Linked DNA regions of Sus scrofa: all the other regions are linked to region 1. A link is a contact called in public Hi-C and HiChIP or PLAC-seq data. All regions are on one chromosome and are shown on one strand. The core of a region is the stretch at or near the end of the contact, and the rest is flanking DNA. Distances in the headings are between cores, read along the strand shown.

Region 1 (4,316 bases), core at 540-3,039:
AACTATGCAATGCACATTCCACCAACTTTTCACTGTAGTTGGCTTCCTGTGGGGTTTATTCCCCCAAGCTAACCCTCTCCAGAAAGTTTAAGGCTGTTCACACCGACTTTCAAAGGTCCATTGTTTCCATCCCCGTAAAAGTAATGAAAAGAGAGAGGGAGAGAAAGAAATCAAGACTTGGTTCCCAGAGACCCTTTCTTATGGAGAGGACTTACTCCGGAGGAGTTTTGTTACTCCTAATCCAAAGAGGGGAAGGCGACCCGCGGGGGGAGCGCAGGAGGGTGCTGTGTGGGGCAGGAGGAAGTTTGCCGTTTCTGTAGGAATGCCCAAATGCCTGACTGCCAGGAGCCGGAAAGCCGGGAAGGTGCGGAGGACCACGGTGCGCGTCCTCGCAGTGGCCCCCAGCGGCTGCCAGGGAAGCGGGGGGCGGGGAGTGGGGTTAGCCAGTGACCCCATTGCTTCTTACCTTCCCCTCCCCCGCTTAGCGTCGGCTAATTCAGGTGCCTACACAGCAGTCCAAAGCGACGGAGCTGAGCTCCTGGCGTCCCCAAGTCCGGATCTTCTCTCCATGGCCAGAGAGCCCTTCCAGCACCGTCGCCCGCCGCCGCCGCCGCGGATGCCGCTGCTGCTTTTACGCAACTGGCAGCCGCAGTCTCTGCCTGGAGGTGAAACCCTCTCCTCCCGGGAATGACGCGCACTTCCCTCTGCCTCCGCCTCCTCCTCCTTCAGCCCGGAGCCGCGGGGGTAAGGGCCTCGGCTCGGGCTCTTCCCCGAGCAGCTGCTGTTTCTCCTTTCCGTCCCCTCGGGAAGGAAGAGGAGGAGAATCGTGGCCCGAGCAGCAGGGCCAGAGCGTCCCCGCGACAATGGGGAAGGGGCGGCAGCACGGGTCAGAACTGGGTCCCCGGGAGTCGCGCTTGTCTCTGGTCGGCGGGCGCCGCGGCTCGCTAGGGTCGCGCTCAGCCTCCGCCAGCCAGACAAGCGGCCCGGCTCGGCAGGGCCGAAGGCTGGGGATTGGCCGGGCGGGCGGGGGAGACGAAGAAGGCGGAGGGAGAGGAGGAGACTGCGGCCGGAGGAGGCGGTGGCCGCGCAAGGCTCCTCCCGCTGCTAGAGCTCTGCGCCAGAAGCAGACACTAGGGCTCAGCGCCTCTCGCTGTGGCGCCCAGGAACAGCACCAGACCGCACAGCTGCCAAAGCAAGCCCCCCAACGAACGAGCCTCGCAGTGACTGCAGCTGCTAGAGGTATCCCGCAGCGCGTACCCGGCCTGACGGAACGTGAGCCTGCGCTTCCATTACCTCCGGAGTTCAGGCGGATCCTTCGCACCCATCACCTCCCAGCTGAGCCCTGAACCTCAGCTTCTCAGCTGAGCTTGACTGTACACCTCCATCACCTCCCGGCTGAGCGTGACACTGCACCCCAACACTCACAGCTGACCCTGACATTTCGCCGCCCATCATTCTAAGGCTGAGGTAGGCATTACAACCCCATCACCTCCCGGCTGAGCCCACATCTGAAGGCTGAACTGGACATGCCCCTTCATCGCTCCTGGCTGAGCCAAGCTCCCCACCAGCATCCCCAAAGGGACTTCCACAACTCGTGAAAAATTTCTGAGTTCGGCCACTGCATCACGGCTGCCCCCACCTGGCCAGTCACAGGCGCTAGTTTCTTGGCCTCTTCTGCACTTAGCTTGCTCTCGGACTCGGGACCGCAACGTAGAGCGGTCCCGGCATCCCACTCTCACACCAGAATAAATATGCCTACGTCTCCCCACGCCCCCTACCGCGCCACTCTGGAGTGGCTGCCACTTGAAGGAGTGGCGCTGAAAGCCACTCCCTGGCCCGCCCCAACACCGAGGGACCTAAGGATGCCTGAGCCGCCGGGGCTACAATCTTGGAATTAAACAGCCCGGGCCGCCGTCACAACTGGAGTTGCACTCACCCAGGCAAGTCTTGATTCCCGCTGAGGGCGCGGCCGGGACTTGATCAGTCAGACCCATGAGGTTCCAGGCTAGTGACAGCAGCAGGACTGCCAAATCCAGGCTGTCGTCATCTACCACTTAATTCGGAATTGAAAGTTTTCCCGCTAGGGAACTCTTTCAGTGAATACTGTGCAGATTCTCCATCCTTTTAATAAAAACTCAGTCATGTAACCATGGTACACCCAGCAGGCGGGAAGGGGAATTCCCTATTTCGAGGGTTTGGGTTCTGGATTTTATTCTAATATATGTTTCTAAATCTCTGCTGATAAAATTCCCCTGGAGCACTTCGAAAATTTTGGATTCACACACCTCCACCACGTACTGGATTAAGAGGTGCGGGGAATATGAAAGTTTGAGAAATAATGCTAGAGTGCATCTTGGAATTAAATAAAACCTTGAGGGGAAAATGCCTCTAAAATAGCAATTCGGTCTAGTGCTGAGACCTTAATGAAACCACCCAACTCTGGGAGTCACTGTCCCTTCTGGGAGAGGAAGGAAGTTTCTTAAAATAAACCCGATGGTTTTGAATTATAAACTGGGGAGAACAAAGGACTACTTAGTAGTCTTAAGGCGAAATGTCCAGGATCATGCCTTGTAAAGATAGGGCAGGAACTGTGCCATCCTATGTGGTAGGCTAAAAATTAGCCCCCCAAAGATGCCATAGCCTAAGCACTAGAACCTAGAAATGTCCCCTTATACAGAAAAAGGATCTTTGCAGATTAAAGATTTGAGTTGAGATTACCCCGGGTCCTCAGAGTGGCCCTAGCTGTAGTCTCGTGTATCCTAATAAGGAAGGCAGGGAGGAAAAGGCAATGTGACCATGAAGGCAGGGATTGGAGTGATGTAGTCCCAAATCAAGGAATGCCAGAAGCCACCAGAAGCTGGAAGAGGCAAAGAAGGATTTTTGCCCTAGAGCTTCCACAGGGAGAGAGTCCTGCTTACACCTTGATTTCAGACTTCTGGCTTCCAGGAGCCTGAGAGAGTAAATTTATGTTGTCTTAAGTCACCAAGTTTGGGGTAATGTGTTACAGCAGCCACAGGAAACAAATATATCCTGTGGTTTGTGCGGTGCCAACTTTATGTTAAAATGCCCATTTTCTGAATCTTTATTATGTGTCAGGCACTTTGCTTAGAGTTGAGACATTTCATATAACCCTTCCAAAAATTACTATTCCAATTTTAGAGATGAGGACACTGGGACTGAGGAAGTTTAAGGAGCCTGTCAAGTTCACACAGGAGCCTGTTGGAATTAAGTCTGCCAACAATTCAAACATCAAAAAGAACAATTAAAATTTCACATAAACTATTTTAATGAAAGTTTTGGTTTTAAAGAGGACTTCCTTCCATAACCCATATCTATTGCCAAAACCAAAGAAAATGGAAATTGATAGTAGGGAAGGCTTCACATGTAAGGGGAGGGCAGGGAATGTAGGGGAACTCTCTGTACCTTCTGCTTTTTGTTTGCGAAACTAATACTGCTCTAAACAAAGTCTATTAACAGAAAAGGGGTGGGGAGGGAGATTGAATCTTTGTGTTACCTGCCTTTGAGAATTGTATAAACTTTTGTTCTTAGATATTTATCTAGAACATGAAGAATCAAAGATCCTTTAAAAAAAAAAAAAGAGGCAGATGGTTTTTGGAAACTAACGTGAAAGGAAGTGACAAAGGAGAAAAAACAAAGTGAGAGGTCACCAAATGGAACTGAGGTTGTCACTGATTGGGTTCCCAGGGAAGCAGGCTCTGAGACAGAGTGCAGAGATGGTCATTAAGAAACGCCTGTGGAGGGAGGTACAGGAAGCAGGATGGAACATAGGGAGAAATTGAACTTCAGTGTAAACCCAACAACAGCCTCGGCTGACTTCCCCTAGAGGCTCTGCAGCTAGCATGACCCATGAGAGGTATTGGGCCTACACATCTGGGACTTTATATAGCCTTCTGAATCAGTCATTGGACATGGTACATCCTGGGAAGTGGCACGATCTTGGGAAGATGACTCAGCTGCTAAAGCAATCCCTGAGAGGGTCAGCTGTCAACAGCATTCAGAGCTGGGCAGCATATCTTCCCTTGAAGGCAGATCTGTCTGGTGAACTCCATATCACCCGCTTACACGGGATGTGACAACTTCACCATTGTGCTGTCCTATCCATAGAAAGAGGGAAAGCCCCAGGATAAACAGGATGCTCATATGATGTTTATTGATTCCTGGTGGTAGCAGTGCTCATGATCTTTTTTTTTTTTTTTTTTGTCTTTTTGCCATTTCTTGGGCCGCTCCCGTGGCATATGGAGGGTCCCAGGCTAGGGGTAAATCGGAGCTGTAGATGCCAGCCTACAGCCAGAGCC
Region 2 (4,316 bases), core at 1,180-3,679, 150 kb after region 1:
GAGAACTGCATTTAAAAAGTACTCTTAACTAAAACTACCAATGTCACATAACCAGAGCAACTATTGGTTCTCACTGCCCTTTCTATATTGTGAGACGGTGGCACATTTTACTATCTCTATATTACAGATGGAGAAACTGATTTAGATGTGGAATAACTTGCCTGGAGTTGTAGACCAACTTTTCTAAGCTGACAGCTTAGAAAAGACACTAACTGCCTAGTTCTTTTGTGATCATTAAACTACCAAAAACATTATTTTGCCATGATGCTTTGTAATTGTTTGTCACAGGAAATAGAAACTTCTTTGTCAAATGTCATACACATTTCAAAATGGGCAAATAGACTCAAGGAAGAAAGCCTCTTAACTACAGTACTGCACAGCAAGGGACAAAATTAAAACTGCCTAGCCTGCTAAAAATCTAATCCTATCCTTAGCAGTTAACCTTATTAATACTAAAGTAGGAGAAAGGAGAGGTCAAAATATGGGTGAGGGTGCTATTCCTTTCCTCCTGGATCTCAAGTAATATAGCTATTACCACATAACAGGGATGTTATTTCTTTAATAAGTCAAAACATGGCTATCTGCACTATTCTTCCTTAAGTAAGCCTCTATCCCTTCTTCCAAAATTTTACCAACAAGCAGAGTTGGGCACCCAAATTATAATACTCGCAGTTGAAATAATTACCAAAATATTAGGTATTAGATAAATCACCTCAATGAGTTTAAGCTACAAACACATATGGAGACAAACTCTTTACAGAGAAAAGTTCGTTTTAAGTTTTCTTGTTACTTGCTAATGTAAACAGATGAATGCTATGACAACATGTACCTGACTTTTTACTCAGACTCATTAAGTAGTTTTTAAATGCTGAAACAAGATCTCCACATTCTTGAAGGCTTTAAAAATCAATCAGTGAATTATCTTGCAGATCAAGTATTGTTTACTACAAAAAAAAAAAATTAAAAACGAGTATCTTCACATAAGCTAACAGCCAAAATTCACAAGCCACCCTCCCTGTATTCCGTTACTCATCCTTCTGCTTAACAAATCCACCTCACACTTAAATCAATGCGTCATTTAAAAAAGTTTTGTCCTGCCATTGGCAAAAATCACTATGGATCAAAGCTCTGAACTTTTTTAAAAACAAGCCAAGGTTAAACTCTCTTCTTTACAAAAGGCCTTCACAACAATAAATCTAACTTGACAGAACTTTTCGTTTCAGGGTTAAAAAAATTCAAACAATAATTTTTCAATTCAAAGACAATTCCTAATGAGCCTACGCCAGAGTTTGAAAAAGACAAGAGTGAAGTTCAACTATGGAGAGAAGAAGACCCCATGACGGCTGGACCACAATACCCAAATCACCAAGCACCGGGTAGATATGATCTAAAATCGAGGCTGGCACACGCGAGGACATTCAGGAGAAAGCTTTCAGCCATCGCGAATCTCACAGTGGGCCATGGAGGGGAATGGGAACCTGGCCCCAGCTTTCCGTCCACAGAGAGAATAGCAAAGGAATGAAATTAGACCTTTCTCTTAAGGGAGGACCCAATACCTTCCCCAGTTCGTCTGTCCGTCCTTCCGCCCCCAAACTACTGCAGCCTCACCGACCGCAGGACTTTCCTATCTCTTCCCTTCACTGAACCACCAGACAATCTTCTCAAAAACCTAGATCCGATCGGGAGTAGTTTCCCCGCCTTTCGCCGGCACGGAGAGGGATCCCGGGCGCCAACAACAAAGACGACTCCCGCTCCCCTCCCCCCGCTCAGCCCCGGCTGGTCCCTCCCGCGCTGCAGCTCCGGGCCTAGCGCCCCCTCCCCGAGCCGGGCCGCAGCGCCCCGACCCCCCGCGGCCCCACGCACCTGCACCTGAGGGCCGCAACCAAGGCGTCAGGCAGAAAGGGCCGAGAAGGAACCTCTGCCGCCGCGCTGTCCTCTACAAGGCGCGTTCCGCTCTGCTGCTGCTGCTGCCTCTGCCGGACTCTCCCGGCCTGCAGGCGGGCCCGGCCGAGGAGGGGGACAAGGGCTGCAGCCCCCGGCGCCGGGACGAGGAAGGACGGCGGCGCTCGGGGGAGCCGGCTCGCGCTCCCGAGTCTCGCCTCGGGCCGGCCCTGTTCCTTTACACAGGTTGGCGTTCTGCTGACTAACGGCCCCGGCGCGAGGCGCTGGAGTGGCCGCCACCGCCGCCGCCGTCGGCTGCTGTTGGGCCTCACGTCCCGCGCGGCCGTGGTCGCAGCGCCCGCCGCCACCTCCCTTACTGGCACTGCAGACACCACCTAGAACCAGCCAGGTCTTTCTTCTCTTTAGTCCTTCTTTCCTGGCTCCTCTTCAGCCTACCGGCCGCGGGGTTCGCTCTCGAAGTGGGAGACAGGGACGCTGGAAAGGAACCTAGGGGGTAGCAGAGCGCTCGCTAAACTACGAGTTGGTCACTGGAGGAAGGTGCCAAAGCTGACCCGGGCTCCAGCCTGGGAGCGGGCCGGGGGAGGGACGCAGTCCAGCTTATCCCAATTTCCACCAATCACAAGCCGCCCAGAGGAGTCTGGCCCCGGGAGAGGCTGAGCTAAGTCGGCAGGAGGCGGGTATTGCGGAAAAGAGGAGCCAATAGAAGCAAATCTTCTCCGCCCCTCCGCTTTGATGGACTACCACATTCGGACCAATGGGGAAATTCTCGCTTCGAAGAAAGTAGGATGTATACCCAGGGTTAGAGAGAAAAACCTTGAGGAGGGGGAGGGGTCGAGACTCGGCCTAGTGAAAGAGACAGGAGCTGAGGGGCTGGAGGGCGCCCTTTGACCTCTGCGAGGAGTCACGTGGGCTGCCGGGGCGGGACCAGACAGGCTGGATAAGTTACTTCCGGGTCGTTGACAGAAGCTTGAACTCGGTGGGGTAGTTACTGGCGTGGTAGTCTTCCTTGCATCTTCTTGTCTCAGCTCGAGAAAATTGTGGTTTCTGCGATGAGTTCCCAGAAAGGGAACGTGGCTCGTTCCAGGCCTCAGAGGCACCAGAATACCTTTAGCTTCAAAAATGACAAGTTTGATAAGAGTGTTCAGACCAAGGTAGGAATTTGCTGCACTCAATCTGGAAGGAATGGTTCACTGGAGGGGAAAGAGGAATGAGAGGAGTTGGCGAGGGCGAATGTGGACTGCAGCCCAGAGTTAGTTTTGGCTGCAGTGCAGCCCTTTCTAAAATAATGTTCTCACGCCCTTTCTTTGACCTGCATGTGTTATCTCCTCGTAAATATATTTGGCGGTCAACATTTAGATGATTGTACAGAGTAATCGGGACCCTCATCAAACCTAAAATGCAAATAGGAAACTTGAGTAATTGAACGCTCCCATCTGGATCACATATTTCCAGTAGAAATACGAGAATTATGGCGCGCGTCTCTTTCAAATGTTGCACCAAGTTTATGCTGTCCTTATTTCTTTTTGGAAAGCCCTAGGCCCATAGCTTTGTAGAAAGGGTGTGAAAGCTCTGAAGTGCTCTTAACCTCAGTGTCCACACCAACATAATGGGACTATCGCTCTCATTTGTAAGATTGTTTTGAGAATCAAACTATTTGATGAATATAAAAATGATTGTCTTGCTGTTTATATTACTTTAGCAGATTTCTTTAGGTTGAAAGAAAATTCAGACTGTATAGCTTGCCAGAGGTCTAGGGTCTCTACTAATTTGCTAGAGCTCTTTCCCCCTCCTCCCATAGCTGTAGGGAGGGGAGATAATTGAAGACAAAGGCAGTTTGGGGGCCACCATCACATCGCATAAACCTGATATTAACATAAACTGAAGCTCAGATTTGCTAGGGTGTGGCATAAGCGAGTTATTTAATATTTTTTTTTCTGAGTCTTCTTTTGGTCTCAAATGAGAAACCTTCCAGTTTTGTTGTGAGGCTAATCTAAATGATATACATAAATTATCTGGATCATAATAATTGTCCAACAAGTGATTAATTTGTCAACATTGGCTATGAAAGTGAAGTGACTGTTTATGGCAACCAGTGACCTTTTCCTATCTTCACTATACAGATATTTAAGCATCTTCACTATACAGATATGAACACTTTATGTGCAAGGTCCTATGTAAGTATGTGTACAGTGTTCAAAAGAGCTGACTCTGTCTTCAAAGGACTTATAGTTTTTTCTGGGTCATTGGACAGTAAGCACAAAGATGTATAATTATAAATTATGATAAATTCTGATAAAGGGAAGGACATTTGAATAAAGAAGAGTAAGAAGGCATATTTTCAGTTGCCTCATATTTTCAGTTGTCCTACTAAGAGGACCTCATCTTTCCCTTAATTAGGTTCAGATTCACAAAGA
Region 3 (4,316 bases), core at 1,128-3,627, 130 kb before region 1:
CCATACAACAGCACAGAGCCTGATACACAGTAGTCTCTCAGTAAATAGTTACTGAATGAAAATGAATGTATAGGAGTTCCTGTCATGGCTCAGTGAAAACTAATCTGACTAGCATCCATGAGGATGCAGGTTCAATCCCTGGCCTTGTTCAGTGGGTTAAGGATCCAGTGTTGCTGTGAGCTGTGTTGTAGGTCACAGACACAGCTCAGATCTGGCATTGCTATGGCTGTGGTGTAGGCTGGCAGCTGTAGCTCTGATTCAGCCCCTAGCCTGGGAACCTCCATATGCTGTGGGTCGGCCCTAAAAAGACAAAAAATAAAATGAATGTATGGATAGATGAATGAACACTATGTGCCAAAAATATTGCTAAGCAAATCACCTTAACTATTTCATGTAATCCTCACAACAAAGCTATGAGTTATGTCCTACTTTTAATCCTCATTTTGAAATAAGGAAGCTGAAGAGCAGAAGTATAATAACTTGCCAAGGTTTACATACATAGTGAGTGACAAGAGCTAGGATCCAAGTCTGGTAGCTTTCCATGACACCATATTGCTATTATATATTTCAATTAGCATCTTCTGATAGATTTTTATTTTCCTTCACATAGTGAAGAATAAGGCACTTCAAAACAAGGGAACAATCACAAATATTATTTTATCACATGTGAAGGCTGCTACAAATGGATGAAAACACAGTATGAGAGTCAGACTTCTGATTGCACACTTGTATGATAGGAGGCAAAACTTGGGAATTTCAGAAAACAAACTTTGCACTATAAGGAGCTATAGAAACCCCTCAATAAATCCTAATATATACACTGAATTTCTATAACATTATAATTTTAAAAAGTAGTCATTTTAGGCTTTTGCAAAAAAAAAGTCACTAGGTAAAAACTATAAATAGATGAGTAAACTGTCTTCTACACTATTTTGCTTTTCTCAGAAAATTTTTTTCATAGACTTTATCATCTGGATTGTTTTACTTGTAAACGAACTTTTATTTTTAGATATGTATATATTCAGATATAGTTTTACATAAATGCATAAATGTGGGGGGCTTCTCTGTTGTTGTTTGACTTTTTCAAACTTTTACCTTCCCTCTACATACATCAGCCCTTATTCCCACCCCAAGGGAATCTGCATTTAACACTTAGGTCTGTATCTTTTCACAAATTATTTATGTTCACATAATCCTATTTAATCCTACATATACATTTATATGTACACATCTATGCAGTACAGTGACAAGTCTGGAGGGCATTGTTTTATAAGAGTAGTTCACATTATTTATGCTTTTTTGCATGCTGCTTTTCTCCCTCAACTCTTCATGGAAACCCTTCCAAGTTGACTAGGATTGCTGTAATCTATTCTTCTAAAATGGGAGTTCTTGCTATGGCTTAGCAGGTTAAGAACCAGACATAGTGTCTGTGAGGATACAGGTTCAGTTTCTGGCCTTGTTTGGTGCGTTAAGGATCCAGCATTGCCACAGCTGCAGCGCAGGTCACAAATGCAGCTCCTATTCAACCCCAGCCCCAGGAACTTCCATATGCCACAAGTGTGGCCTTAAAAAGAAAAAAATAATAATAAATTAAATTAAATGGCTATATGGAGTTCCCTTGTGGCACAATGGGTTAAGGATCTGGCACTGTCCGTACAGTGCCTCGGGCTGCTGTTCTGGTGCGGGTTCCATACCTGACCTGGGAACTTCGACACGCCATGGGTGCAGCCAAAAAAGAAAATAACTGTATTGTATTCCATAACATATTTATATTATATTTATATAATATAAATCATGCTCCTTTGGTAAGAAATGTTCTTTTCCTTTTGGCCACTAGAGGACACCAGTGAAGCAGTGTCAAGTTCAGCAGAGTCCAGTCTGGGGTGAAGATCTGGGGACATATTTGTTATTAAATTTGCTTCTTCATCCTCACTGTCCTGATCAAGGTTTTACTCATCCTCAGCTCAGGGAGGGAACCCAGCCCTCTTTGGCTATCTCCAAGCAGTTTATTACCATTCCAGCCTCAGTGGGATGTAACAAATTCACCACAGTTCTTTTTCAGAGTCCCTTCAGTTGTTCACAGGCCCAGAGGAAAAGACTCTATAGAAATATGATAATCAGCATAACCAACAAAAACAGACACCCTCACTGCTGTCACTGCAATCACCATAACTTATGGGGAAAAAAAAAAAAAAGCCAATCATCAGGTTAAGACCTTGACACATTTATCTCACTTTATCTTCACAATCCTAAGTAAACACAACTGTTACCCCATTACACAGATGAAGATTGTGGTACAGAGATAAGAGACACACACAGACCCAGACCCTATGGAGGTCCAGGGACTTTCCTCATTCCTGTACTGTCTGTCACTGGGTGTCTCATCCTAGATCTCTATCTTCAACCCCTGGCACCACCCATCTCAAACCAAATCCAATCCAAATTCCCTACAGTTTTCCAAAGACTGAGCTCCTGAGAACTCTGCATCTGCATTTGCTATTTCTGCTGTTCCCATAAGCCTTCCTCAGCTTCCCAGGGGGCATCACCTAACCCCGATCAACACTTTATCTTCCAGGCAAACTCCTCCTCCTTCAAAAAAGGAGCCAGACTATTTTGTCCTGTCTGTGAAGCTTCCCCAGTTAGCCTTAAAAGCTTCTTGTATCTCCAGATACTTATATAATACCTCTACTAGAAAGTTCTATAGCCAAATCTTACTGTTCTTAGTATTCCTGTGCCTGGCACATCACAGATGTTCAGTATATGTTCATAAATGAATAAATGACTGAATGAATGAGCTGTAAGGCCTCTTTCTTTAAAAAAAAAAAAAAAAACTATAGAGTCAAACCCAATTCTTAGCAGCATAAAATAAATAAATAAAAGCCAATAGACTTGGGTCACTTCCTTTCTGGGAGGATTTCTGTGACAAATCCATTTACCAAACCAATCACTAGCAAATAAAGAGCTGCTGGCTTTTGTTCTGCAGCTGAGCCTGCAGTGCTCTTTGCCTGTGGATCTGGACAGTTTAAATTGAAGAAAGAAAGAATGTGTCAGGCTGTTCACATATGCCTAGGGTCTGCTATTAGTTGCTGCTGAGAGAGAAGGTGCAATTTTTATTAGAACAGAAGTACTTCAGGCTCCAGAATTACAAAGCAGTTATTGGGAGTGGGGGAGCAAAGAGAAAATTTGTCTTTCATCAGAAAAATTTGAGGTAAAAGTGGATATTATTTTTCTCTTAAAAACACAAGCAGAAACTGTTTGGCTTGGTTGGTCTTACTTATTATTTCCTCTTGCAAAAGGCTTACCAGTCCTCCTGGGGAAAGACATGAAGACCCAGCAATGTGAAAGTCCCTGGGCCCACAATTAGAAATGTTCCTTCTCACGCAGTGTTTTCTTTTCTGTATACTCCAGATGCCACTAATCAGAACACTCAATTATTAATCCACTGACCAGGGGCAGTGCTCTCTGCTGCCCAATAATACAACATTCTCTGGCAGCTCATTCTAATAAGAAACTTGGTTACTGTTTCTTGGTTACTGTTTACACCCAAAATACAATTGGAAGTCAAAGTCCAAGTTGAATTTGCAGCCAAAATGTATACATTCAGAGGTATTGTGAGGAGACATTTAGAGAGTTTTCCCTCTCTGAAAGAAGTTGGCTTCCTAATTTTTTGTATGTTTCAATTTAAATTAAAAAAAAAACTCATATAAAGCATTTTTTTTCTTTTTCGTGCCCCCAACTTTTAAATGCATTTTTAATACCACAGAATCAGAGATCTGGATGGCAGCTCTAAACATTATCTGCCCCACACAGGCAAAACACACCTCATCCCTGGAAGCAAACCACCCATCCTTTCCTCAGGACTATCTCAAAGGAACATCATACTCCGGTGCATCCTGCTATCTCTTGGCCCAATTTGCTTCCTTGAGGCTTAAATACCATTGTCTTCATTTCCTCTGCTATTCAAGGAGGAGCTTAGCTTTTCCATTGCTTTCATTTCCTCTGCTGCTCTAGTAGAAGCTTAGTTTTCTTTGTCTCCAGAGTCATTGTGAGCTTTGAGACTATAGAGGGAGTTGTCTATAGACGGTTCCCTGTGTGCTTTGTGCTGTTTTGTGCCTCTGGGTCTTTGCACGCACTGTGCCATATGCCTGGAAATCCTCTCTTTACTTAACGGTTCACCCTCTCCTTGCAAGTTCTGAAAGAGTAAGAGCTCCTTCGGAACTTGCAAAACCCAAATCCCATATAAAGAGCCTCCTCATACCCACGTTCTGCCACTCCCCAACCTAGGATATTACTTACTAACTCCTGAGTGCTACCAA

Evidence for each region. A called contact is a pair of places that touch in the nucleus more often than the background predicts. HiChIP or PLAC-seq counts read pairs in DNA pulled down with a chosen protein or histone mark.
Region 2: a contact with region 1 is called in an H3K27ac HiChIP or PLAC-seq map of alveolar macrophages. The contact joins the promoter of ABHD17B here to the promoter of TMEM2 in region 1. A contact is called at or near these places in 3 of 47 Hi-C or Micro-C datasets (alveolar macrophages, blood and heart right ventricle) and 2 of 2 datasets of contacts at active chromatin or transcription factors (alveolar macrophages and skeletal muscle).
Region 3: a Hi-C map of retroperitoneal adipose tissue shows a contact between it and region 1, with 2.9 times the contacts expected there. The contact joins the enhancer-like site here to the promoter of TMEM2 in region 1. A contact is called at or near these places in 1 of 5 promoter capture datasets (liver), 25 of 47 Hi-C or Micro-C datasets (alveolar macrophages, blood, brain and 13 more) and 2 of 2 datasets of contacts at active chromatin or transcription factors (alveolar macrophages and skeletal muscle).

Annotation. Positions count from the first base shown.
Region 1 is chr1:225,040,589-225,044,904 of Sscrofa11.1, forward strand. It overlaps TMEM2 (transmembrane protein 2), which reads right to left and starts at 1,790. Exons shown (of 24, transcript XM_021064792.1): 1 at 1,640-1,790.
Region 2 is chr1:225,190,857-225,195,172 of Sscrofa11.1, forward strand. ABHD17B (abhydrolase domain containing 17B) reads right to left here and starts at 2,430. Exons shown (of 4, transcript NM_001243558.1): 1 at 1,864-2,430. C1H9orf85 reads left to right here and starts at 2,566. Exons shown (of 5, transcript XM_021064833.1): 1 at 2,566-2,682. The coding sequence starts at 2,635.
Region 3 is chr1:224,907,339-224,911,654 of Sscrofa11.1, forward strand. No RefSeq gene overlaps it. Among named protein-coding and RNA genes, the nearest start is that of TMEM2, 130 kb to the right of the region's middle. Within about 2 kb of position 2,378, at least 12 of the 83 cell types and tissues checked have an H3K27ac peak or open chromatin away from gene starts, as enhancers often do. A contact at or near this core is called in alveolar macrophages, retroperitoneal adipose tissue and subcutaneous adipose tissue, where this site is marked.